Regions from separate parts of the Mus musculus genome. Here all the other regions are linked to region 1. Evidence: chromatin contacts called from public HiChIP or PLAC-seq and promoter capture Hi-C data. All regions are on one chromosome and are shown on one strand. Each heading gives the region's core, a stretch centred on a gene start, on an enhancer-like site or on the middle of the called end of the contact. The rest is flanking DNA. Distances are from core to core; before and after follow the strand shown.

The links. Promoter capture Hi-C pulls out the DNA fragments that hold promoters and counts their contacts. HiChIP or PLAC-seq counts read pairs in DNA pulled down with a chosen protein or histone mark.
Region 2: a contact with region 1 is called in a promoter capture Hi-C map of liver, with 2.4 times the contacts expected there. The contact joins the promoter of Npr2 here to the promoter of Nans in region 1. A contact is called at or near these places in 2 of 39 promoter capture datasets (liver and pre-B cells).
Region 3: an H3K27ac HiChIP or PLAC-seq map of thymic regulatory T cells shows a contact between it and region 1, with 6 times the contacts expected there. The contact joins the enhancer-like site here to the promoter of Nans in region 1. A contact is called at or near these places in 3 of 39 promoter capture datasets (hippocampal neurons, liver and pre-B cells) and 1 of 115 datasets of contacts at active chromatin or transcription factors (thymic regulatory T cells).
Region 4: a contact with region 1 is called in a promoter capture Hi-C map of pre-B cells, with 2.1 times the contacts expected there. The contact joins the promoter of Fam221b here to the promoter of Nans in region 1. A contact is called at or near these places in 1 of 39 promoter capture datasets (pre-B cells) and 2 of 115 datasets of contacts at active chromatin or transcription factors (astrocytes and embryonic forebrain).

What each region holds. Positions count from the first base shown.
Region 1 is chr4:46,488,059-46,490,758 of GRCm38.p6, reverse strand. It overlaps Nans (N-acetylneuraminic acid synthase (sialic acid synthase)), which reads right to left and starts at 1,430. Exons shown (of 6, transcript NM_053179.3): 1 at 1,269-1,430. The coding sequence starts at 1,400.
Region 2 is chr4:43,630,544-43,633,243 of GRCm38.p6, reverse strand. Npr2 (natriuretic peptide receptor 2) reads right to left here and starts at 1,309. Exons shown (of 22, transcript NM_173788.4): 1 at 393-1,309. The coding sequence starts at 1,059.
Region 3 is chr4:44,158,749-44,161,448 of GRCm38.p6, reverse strand. The region is part of intron 2 of Rnf38 (ring finger protein 38); the gene reads left to right. Among named protein-coding and RNA genes, the nearest start is that of Mir5106, 61 kb to the left of the region's middle. Within about 2 kb of position 1,413, at least 26 of the 459 cell types and tissues checked have an H3K27ac peak or open chromatin away from gene starts, as enhancers often do. A contact at or near this core is called in thymic regulatory T cells, where this site is marked.
Region 4 is chr4:43,667,492-43,670,191 of GRCm38.p6, reverse strand. Fam221b (family with sequence similarity 221, member B) reads left to right here and starts at 1,333. Exons shown (of 7, transcript NM_175517.3): 1 at 1,333-1,598. It overlaps Tmem8b (transmembrane protein 8B), which reads right to left and starts at 885. Exons shown (of 13, transcript NM_001368840.1): 1 at 158-885. The coding sequence starts at 686.

The DNA of each region.
Region 1 (2,700 bases), core at 181-2,680:
ACACTCGATGGGGTTAGAAATAGCTGTGAGCAGCCATGTGGGTGCTGGGAACTGAACTCAGGTCCTTTGGAAAAGAAGCCAATGCTCTTAACCACTGAGCCATCTTTCCAGCCCCAGGAACTGCTGAATGTAATGACCCATGCCTACACTCTCGACACTTGGGAGACTATGACAGGAAAACGGGTCCAAGCTTGAGAGCCTAGCCTAGTCTACAGAGTAAATTCCAAGCCAATCTACATTACAGAGTGAGACTCTTGTCTCCAAAAACAATAATAACAATCAATTAAAAAGATAACAAACCAAAAAAAGAAAAAAGAAAAAAGAAATCACAGGGTAGACTTTATGAAAGCTGAGGGTTAGGGTCACAATGACGAACAGGACGGTTTCTCTTCAAAGATTCATTCAAAACAAAGAAAGGATTAAAAGAAAGTATGACAAGTCCTGAGTGAAGGCTAGCACCTGTAATCCCAGTACTTGGAAGCCTGAAGCAAAATATCTGAGGGATAGCCTGGGATACATGATGACTCCCAGTCTAGCCCAGGTTAGAGTAAGTCCCTGTTTTAAAAGGACTAGAAGCAAAACACCGTGAGACCTAGGGCTGCGGGCTGTAGCTGGAGAAGCCATCCCTGTCGTTCGGACTGAACGTGTGGAAACTTACTAAGAGAAGTGGGTGGGCGTGTAGTCACAAGCATCTCAGCAGCTGTAGTTAGTGGTCACCCAAGGAGCCCTGGACTAATTATTGTGCTTTTCACTCCTTCCCTTCACGGATGCTCATCCCAGCTCCATGAAGCCGGGTTTTCAAATCAGGCAGCTTAGTCCCTAACCCGATCTGCACTTTTTACCGGTTAGTAATCCAAACACTGGGACTGAGAAAAACCACACCAACTTCCAAGGACTGTAGACAAATATCACACGGGAGGATCTCTGGGGTGGCATATGACAAGCAGGAAGGGGCTGGGTCCCTAAGATTCTGGTTAGGTAGGAAGCCACGGAGCAGGCCAGGCAAGGGTAGGAGCTGATCTAAACAGAAAGAAGATCGGTTGGGAGGGCGAGCAAGAGCAGCTGTTAGACGGAGTTGGGGAGCCGAGGCAAGAGAGACGCGGAGCACAGGACCAGAAGGCAATCGCGGCCGCGCTCTCCCAAGCCCCTCCGTGAATTCTCCCGGGCCCCTCCGTTAGCCTGCCCCCCGCCCGGGTTCCCTGCAAACTCCTCCGTCAACCTTCCTGGGCTCCTCCGCTACTTACTCCTCCACGGGCCCCGCCCCTCACCTTGGCAGTGCGGATCATGCGCTTGGCCACATCTATGTCTCCTTGGTGGTTCTGGCCGATCTCCGCGATGATGAAGCACGGGTGCTTTCCACCCACCCAGCGCCCGGGACACAGCTCCAGTTCCAGCGGCATGGTGCATTACCCGCGCCTGCTTGCTGCCCCGGGCGTTTCCGCACCCGCCGCGCAGGCCCGCAGGTCTCAGCCCCGCCACGTCAGCCGGCGGCTGTCGCGCAGCCAATCCGCGGGCCCCGTCTCGCTCGACAGCCAATCGGAGCCTTACCTCTGCAGAGAGCGGGGAGAAAAGCAAGCCCCGCCCCTCCAGCGCTGCCTACGCCTCTAGACACAATTTGGTCTACTTTATGGCTAGATAGAAGAACAAGGAGAGAGTGCAGCCCATGAAGCAGTCAGGAAAGTAGGTGTTCTAGAGTTCGAATCCCATGGTTGCGGATTCTGAGACAGAACAGAAAGACGAGGAAATCTTGCGAGCATAAGACAGAGAGGAGCGCTCACCCAAGAATCTGCGTGATGTCTTTTGTCAACAGACTAACAGGAATTTCCACGCAGCCGCTAACAACTAACTGTAGTCTGCAGTTTTCTAGAAATCTCATGAAAAATCACGTTAGAGGGAAAGGGCAGACACCAAATGCCTCAGGAAACCCTAGTGGCTCCTGGTTTTGCCATATCAGGTTATACCCCATCCAAGGCATCTCTGGAGCCACCTCACTTTCCAAGAGAGTGAAGGAAATGGGTGGTGGTGGGGAATCTTAGTAACCTTGTGAGATGCAACTTGAGAAGCACTAAAATGGTATTTGTGGCTAACATTAAGACAGTTATGACTCTCTGGTCTTCTCAAGCATTGTTTACATTCTTCCCTGAAACAGAAGTATCATATAGAATTGTAAGACAGTATATAGAAATCTTTGAAGCCGGGCATAGTGGCACACGCCTTTAATCCCAGCACTCGAGAGGCAGAGGCAGGCAGATTTCTGAGTTCGAGGCCAGCCTGGTCTACAAAGTGAGTTCCAGGACAGCCAGGGCTATACAGAGAAACCCTGTCTCGAAAAAAACAAAAGCAAAAACAACAAAAAAAGAAATCTTTGATTGCAAAAATTGGTATGGTATTTAATTTGTTTAATTTGTTTTTATGTATATGGTTTGTTTTGTGCACCACATGTGTGCCTGGTACCTGAAGAACTGAGAAGAGGGAATCATAGTCCCTGGAATTGGAGTACAGACGATTGTGAGCCACCAAGTGGATGCTGAGAACTGAGCCCAGGTCCTCTGGAAGAGCAGCCAATGAGCCTTATCGCTGAACCATGCATGCCTCCAGTCCACAGTGCAGTACATTTTAGACAGCCATAGCTGTTTCTACTATATGAGAGGCATTAGCCTCAGGGAGTTTCACTAATTTGGCCAAAGTCATCCTGAACTC
Region 2 (2,700 bases), core at 60-2,559, 2.9 Mb after region 1:
CCTACCTCTCCCTAGGCTCACAAGCACTTGTGCTCACAATTTTTGTGTGAGCCTTACCTGCTTTCCCAATCAAACCTGAACCCATAGAGTCATCTCTATGCTACCAAGAGGCTTTGTGTTCCAATCTAAGGGGTCTCTGCTCACAGACAGGTGCACATTTCAGATCAGACATCACCCACATCCACTACTCAAACCCCAGCCCCAGGCTCAGCCTTGCTGACCTCTGACTGATGCCAGGTTCTCTCAGGAGCTCTGTCCTCAAAAGTTCCTCCATCCCAACCATCACATAGAACTCTCCCCTTCCTATCTCTGCCTATTTCTCTGTGTTGCACTGCTCCAGGGACATAGCGGCCCACCTCCCCTGTTTCTAAAACAGCCCGGGCCACACTTACTGCGCCCGTTGGCTCTGATGAAGTGGGTGGCTTGCTCAGGGCCACCTGGCTCTCGGGCATACACCTGGTGCTGCACACTGAGGTTGCTGCCCTGCAGGGCCTCAAAGACGCCCTCGATGGTGAAGTAGTGGGGCCGGTCATCTGTGCGAGCATCCAGATACAGCAAAGCAGCCCGAGCTGTCCAATTGAAGTGCCCGTGCAATGTCACTACAAACTCACCCAGCTTGGGCGCAGAGGGGCCAGTGCGAACCAGGGTACGATAATGCTCATTCTTAGCTGCAAAGCCAGAGGCCACTGCCCCCGCAGTCAGGAGGGGAAGGCGCCAGTGTGAGGCAAAGCGAGCCACAGAGGCAGCGGGGTACACACAACCGGGGCCCAACAGAAGGTCGGGGTCATGGTACAGCTTGAGGTCCACAGCGCGCAGTGGTGCCAGGTACTCAGAGCAGGCGCCGTCTAGTTCGGAGCTGACAAACCGCAGGTCCACGGGCAGTGCCCGGCCCAGTGCCTCCACAGCCAGTGCCACAGCAGGACCCACCCGTGGCCAGGCCCAGGCATAGCTCAGGTTGTGTTCTGGCAGCACCACCGCCAGCGTCAGGTTCCGTGCCCCCGGAGGACGCACCCCACCTGCCAGGGCTGCCACCACCAGCAGCAGGGATGGCAGTGCCATGGGGATAGAGCAGCTGACCCACGGTCCCCCGAACCAGGGGCCGCTCTGGCCTACTGGGCAGGCACAAGCGCCACCCAGCCTGGAGCCTGGGGAAGAGGGCCAGGAAGAGAAGTGGGGGCAAGCTTAGTCGGCCCGGATACAGAAAGTGCTGGGGACCACGCAAGAAGAGGATGGGGGGAAACCTGGGTCGGGAAGGAGTGGGCTACCAGCCCACAGCCAGGTCCAGGGACTAAGGATAGGGTGGCAGAAGGAAGAAGAGACCAAGGGGGCCTGCGACCGGGATGAGGACAGTGAGAGGTGAAGTAGCCTGACAATTCCAAGCCGAGAAGGGAGGAATCTGAGCCTGGGATGGGGTAGGGACTTGGGGGAGGCTGGCACAAAGAAACGGCCCGGGGACACCTCACAGCTGATCGGGCCGGGAGAGCAAAGAGCTGCGAGAAGCCAGAGCCCCGGGCTGAGGTGGGAGGGCGCCCGCCGCGGAAGGACTGGGACATGGGCAGGCAGGGAGCGAAGCGAGGCCTGGGCCAGAGGGGAGGGAAAGGCAGGGGTGACTCTCCCAGTGACGGCTTCTCCCGAAGCTCCTGCCTGGACTAACGGGCCCGGGCGCTGGTCCCATCCGGAGCTGCGGCGGCCCCGCCCGTGTCCCCCGCTCCTCTCCGCTCCGCTTCTCCCGGGCCCGGCGGCCTGCGCTGCCCGCCGCTGCCTCCCGCCCCCCGCCTGGGCCCCCGCGCGCGCCGCTCGCTCGTCCAGGTCAGGTCGCCTCGGCCCGGCGCGTCTCCGCTCGCTGCGCCCGCGGCGGCGGCCGAGTGTGACTTCCCCGGCAGGCCGCCCGACCCCGCCCCTCCCCCTCCCCTCCCCGCCCGGCCCCACCCTCCGGCTGCTGCTGCCACCCCCACCCCTGCCTGGCGCCCAGGGACCTCCCAGTCCCCAAACCACCCGGTGAGCGCCCCAGGGGCTCAGCACCCCGGGCCTCTAGGCCAGCGAGGTTCATGGGCGTCCCCATACTGTAAGGGCCTTCCTCTGCTTCCCCCAAGCCCCTTGTGCACAGGACTGCTCCCATCTCACTCATGCCTGCCTTCTTCCCTTGACACCCCACTTTTCTTAGAGTCCATTCACTCAATCAGATTTCCGCAGATGCTCCAGTCTCCAGGAAACTGTCAGAAATCCCCAATCACTGGGTATCCATTTATTCCTGGGTAGGGAAAACTCTACCCATCTCCTCAACGCCAGAGTGCTTTTCCTCAGGCAGGAGGAAGTCAGACCCTCATGGCACCAAAGGACTCCATTCTTCTCGGATCTTTATGGAGTCCACGAGTCCTCCTCTTCCTGGGGACTCAACTCTCCACTCTGTTTCTGTCTCCACGGTCGTTCTGCTCTTATGCCTATTGGATCCATCAGCCATCTGTTCCCAGGGCCTTGTCCTTTTGTCTTCCTGAGCCACACTTGGTGGGAGCTTATGGACTGACTAAGCCTAACAGGCCTCAGCAATTAAAGTTCATTGTACCCCCACCTAGGGATCCACCTCACTCCTAAAATTCCAGGCTAGAAAGTTCATCCAGGTACCCCTTATCTGGAGTGCTGACCCCATCTGGAAGAACAGCTTGTGAGAGATGACATCATTGCAAAGGGAACAGCTATGGC
Region 3 (2,700 bases), core at 164-2,663, 2.3 Mb after region 1:
CACGATACAAAGAATCCATTTACTTTAAAAAGTGAAAATCACTACAGGTTTCACTTATGTGAACATAAAAAACCGCCCAAGAGAATTGCAGGTAGAGTACTAATTAGAAGAAGGAACAGCTCATTTGGAGAGAGGTTTTTGTGACATTCCTTGCTGAATGAAGATCAAGAATGGCAAATATACGTCTTATCTCTTTTGGGTTGGTTTTATTGTTTTGAGAAAGGACTTACTATGTGAGGCTGGCCTAGAGTTCTTAGCAGTCCTCTGCTTAGGAGGGCTCTGGTCAGAGGCACAAGCCACTTGCACGGCTGTGCTGTGCTGGGAATCAAATCTACCTTTTATTTTCTTATTAATTCAGTTATGTTCCAGTATTTCCTGCTTTATAGTGCGTGAATATCATACTGTTGGTTGCTTGCATCCATTCTGTCCTCCCCTTTTCACGCTTATTTAATAGGGTGGCACACATTTAAACCATGACATGTGGAGGTCATAAGACAAACTTTGGGGAGTAAATTCTCTTTCTCTACCCACTATGTGGGTTTCAGGAATCTAATCCAGGCCATCAGAGTTGGTGGCAAGCCCTTTTACCTACTGAGCCATCTTGTTGACCGTCGCTTTTTAATTAAAATAAGGTCTTTGGGATTTTTATTTTTTAATCCTTATAGCTTAGTTCCTTAACATGTATATATCTCTTAGCTTTTAGAAAACAGTAAATATTCTTCACTGTTCTTCACATACTCATAAGTGTAAAGAGTGCACATTATGTTTGCAATACAGAGATAAACTATAGTTTATATCCAAAATATACTGTGTAGTAAACTAACAAATATTCCTCTTTATTAACCTCTGAGGGGTGGTAGTAGGTCTTTGGCAGTATTTTTGTTCTTACCATGTTTATGAGGTTTATGCCACATTGACAACAAAGTTACAGATGGGTCAGAGATGATCAAAGCATGGCAGTACTACAGCATTCACTTTATGATGTCCTTAAATTCCTCTCTAGCATCTCTTTTACTATCTGCCATTCTGAGAGCTGTGTTTTCTTTTTTTTTTTTTAAGATTTATTTATTATTATATGTAAGTACACCGTAGCTGTCTTCAGACACACCAGAAGAGGGAGTCAGATCTTGTTATGGATGGTTGTGAGCCACCACGTGGTTGCTGAGATTTGAACTCTGGACCTTCGGAAGAGCAGTCGGGTGCTCTTACCCACTGAGCCATCTCACCAGCCCCGAGCTGTGTTTTCTTACTCTCCTGCTCCCGTCCGGCTCTCAGAGCAGAGCACTCCGTGTCAGTGTCATCAGAAACTTACTTAACAGCGATTGATTTGGTTCTTTTTCTTTCCTTTCCACCTTCCCCTCCTTTTTTTGCTAGCATATGCCTGTTAGAAGGTAGGAAACCACGCCCTTTTTTTGTTTAGTGCCTGTTACCAAGGAGACCCTTAGATCTAAGACTGAGGGAAAAAACTGTAAAAGCACACGGTGTTAAGCACGTTTTATTTTATCTTATTTTTTTTGTATGTGTGAGCATAAACAAGTCTTTAAACTTGGAGTCCCCAAGGAAAATTTCACTGTCACAACATAGTGAAGAGTGTTGTTCATGGTTTTAAATTGCTACAGACTTACACAAATGTAAGGAGATTTAAACTACAGTCCAGATTTTTACGTTACAGTTGTTTACTTTCAGACTTAGGAGTTTGTCTTCATTTCCTTAGCAGAGCCTTTAGTTTTGTGTTGTTTCCTTTATTTGGCCTTTTGTTACTGTTTGAGGATTTTCATTTGCTTTTCTTTTTTTTTTTTTTTTTTTTAAATCTTGAGACAAGATCATGATTTCTAGCCCAGGTTAGCTTAGAACTTGGGATGTTCTTGCCTCAGCCTCCCTAGTACTGAATAGATGTAGCTAAAGTTTATTGGATAGACTGGACAGGCCATCCTCAGTTAAACGTAACATTTGTACATGAAGTACACACAGTCTTTCAGCTGATAGTATAGAACTTTTACCATAAGTATTGTCAAGTCTTTTTTCACCAAGGTCACTAAAAGTACATTGAGAAAAAAATACAGTGTAGGTAAACATTCATCACTCCACTTAAGTGTTTTACCTCAGGTCTTAGCCTGAAGTCTGGTCTTTAGAGGTTACTATTCCTAGGTATTTGGGGAACAGGGACTTGAGCTCCCCAAGCTGTGATATTTTTTATCTCAAACCTTTTTGTATGAGAAGCTCCATTGCTAGAGACCGTTCGTGCAGCCTGTATTTTGTGTTTAAAGTTCCTCTTGCCCTGCCCCGTCTGCTGACAGAACTATCACACTCGAAACCTCAGCTCTCCTTCATAGGCTTGTTCTCCATGTCAGTATGGCCAGCATGAACTATCCTTTTCTTCTCCCTCTTTTTCCCAGATATCTCCCGGGGCCAATTCAGCACCTCTACCTGGCCATCCTAACAAGGTGATTTGTGAAAGGGTGAGACTTCAGAGCCTGTTCCCTCTTCTCCCAAGTGATCAGAACACTACCATTCAAGAGGATGCTCACTTCAAAGCTTTCTTCCAGGTTCTTATATGTTTACCCTTTCCCTACACAGGGCTGAAAGTCACAGATACATTCTAGCTTGTTTCTAGGAAGGCTTAAACAAGCTTGTGAGTATCCTCTTACTTTCTGTTGTATGTGGAAATTAGTACTCTTCTCAGAGACTTCTTGAAGGTAA
Region 4 (2,700 bases), core at 84-2,583, 2.8 Mb after region 1:
CTCTTGTGTAAGCCCCCTTCTTGCTCTTCCCCTCCAACACACACACATTTCTTCCCCCAGTGACCGAGCTCACCAAGTCCCACCTCTCCCGACTCTTTCCAAGCTATCCCTCCCTGGAACCCCATCCGGTCTCAATCCTTTCCGCTTCTCCACTCACCAGCCCCTGGACCAAGGACAGAAAACAGCAACAGCAGCAATAGGGCTGGTGGCAGCTGGAGCCCAGACCTGAGTCGAGGCTGGGAGAGGGGTAGAGTATGAGAGAGGCGGGGACCCAGTGGAAGAGACTTGGGCAAACATAGAGATGGGGGCAAAGACTGGGCTTTTTTTGGGTGGCGCTGAACTGAGCACCGGGGCTCAAACAAGGGCAGAAGGTGTGATGGAAGGAGTGGGTGTGATGGAGATTGAAGCAAGGGCTGTGGCTGGGCCAGGGGCTTAAGCAAACGCGGGGAATGGGACAGGGTCAGATGCTGGGCTGGGAATTGTGACAAGGGGTGGAACAAGGGCCGAGGCGGAGATAGCGGCCAGGCTGGGGGCAGGGACCGGGGTTGAAGCGGGGACCTGGACCTGGACATTCGCTGGGACACCGGCCGGGGCCTGGACAGGTTTGGGAAGCGGGGCGAGGGCGTGGCCGGAGGCCAAGGCTGAAATTGGGATAGGATGAGGGGCCGGGACAAGGGCTGGGCCATGGCCCGGGGCGGGGGCGGGGCCGGCCAGGCCAGCACGGGACGCTCGTAGAGCTGACCCGCGGCTCCGCTCCCCACCCCCGGGGGGTGGCCTCTGGCGTCCTCGCGGGCTCGGGGCTGGGGCCGGGGCCGGGGCCGGGGCCGGGACCTGGGGAGGAGTTCAGGCCTGGGCGACTCCGGGCTGCGCTGAACCGGCGTTAACCAGGCCCCGCGGCGGCCGCGGCGTGACGCTCGCCTGACGCTCCGCCCCGCGCCCCATGCGATTGGCCGCTCTCAGCAAAGCCCGCCCCTACCCAATTCTATTGGCCTCTAACTGAAGCCTGCTGCGCTGCCTACCTTAGAGCCTCTGTCTCAAGCCTCACCGCCCGGCCCTGGGTCACCTCTCAGGTCCACATCTCCCAGTGAACGCGGCTCACATACTGTACAGAAACCTTCCAGAAATTCACAAAACCAGGCTCCTCTCGGGCCGTGTTCCTCCCATTCCTAGGTCTGCACAGCCTACAGAGAGACTCACTCAACTCTGATCCCAACTAGATCCAAAGCAGCCCTCTCAGGAAACCTCACCCACGCCCGGAGATGACGAGAAGACTTCTGTTGCCCTGGAGACTACTTGGCATTTCTGTTGCCCTGGGGATCGAAGCCTGTCCTGGGTTCTAGAGCGCATCCTTCATTGGCCCTGGACCTCTCTTCTTCCTTCCCTTTACTGCCTTTATCAACTGGGGCCAGAGTCCCTTTGCTAAGGTCTGCAGGTGCCTACGCCTTCCCAAACAAACTTAACAAGGCCTCTCAGTTAGCACCTACAGCCTGGCTCATCAACAGCAAAACCATTCCGTAGGTCAGAATCAATACTTCCCCCTCCAACCCAGGTAAAGATCCTGACCTAAGGACTTGGGATCACCAAGCCCAAGCAGAGAGGTAGGTAGTTTTTCAAACAGCCCTCCACCCCAGCCCTTTACCCTGCCACTTTTCCTAATACCATCTGTCCTTCCCCGCTCGTCCTCTACTTTTTGTCCGCGTTCTCACCCACTTTCTCGTCATCCTCCCTCTGCCCCTTTGCTAGTTTGCCCTGTAGAAAGACCCCAGGGAAAGTAATTACTTTTTTAAAAAACAAACCTTTAATTTTATTTTATGTGTATGGGTGTGTTTGCCTGCGTGTATATTTGTACACCACATGAGTACAGTGTCTGTGGAGGCTGGAAGAGAGGGTCAGAGCCCTTGGGACTAGAATTACGGGCGGTCGTGAGCAGCCATGTTGAGAATTAAACCCAGGTCTTCTGCTGAGAGATCGCTCTAATGAGCTTAAGATGCAATATCTCAAGGTAGCTAATACTGTCTCTGAGACACGGGACACACTACAGATCAGAGAAACACGTGAATCCTTAAGTAGCTCTTACAAATGATGATAGACTTGTACAGATGACAGGGTCTGTGTTGGAAGCCCGAGTGGTGGCACTGGCCTGTAATTTCAGTACCTGGGAAGTAGAGGCAGGAGAATTATTGCCAGTTTAAAGCCAGCTTGGTCCAAATTCTAGGCCAGCCAGGCCTATAGTGAGACCCTGTCTCAAAATACCAAGGGTTTTTGGGTGTAGCTCCATGATAGAGCACTTGCCAGCATATAAAAGCCTCCAGTTCATTCCTTAGCACCTGAAAGGGTCTGAGGTGGTGACAACAGACCTTGCCAGTCAGGGCCAAGAAACTTGGATGTCATCCATTAGGCTGGTTCAGAAGGTTGTGTGTGTTCAAAAGGTCTTGCTGGAGGAGGAAAGAGCTTCCCTCCTGGATCTTTCTAGGGTGAATCTAGCACCCTCCCTCTTCACAGCATCCTGGAGACAAGCCATCCATTCTGCTCCTGTGTGCTGCATTGCCTCTCAAGCTCATCTGGTCCCAGATGCATACATGGTGCCTGAGTAAAGTGTTAGTTTGGGATGTTTATAAAATATGTCCTAAGTGTAAGGTTGAGTGGGTGGATATGCAGAGGTGGTAGTGGAGAGCCAATGGTACTGTACCGCCAGGCAGA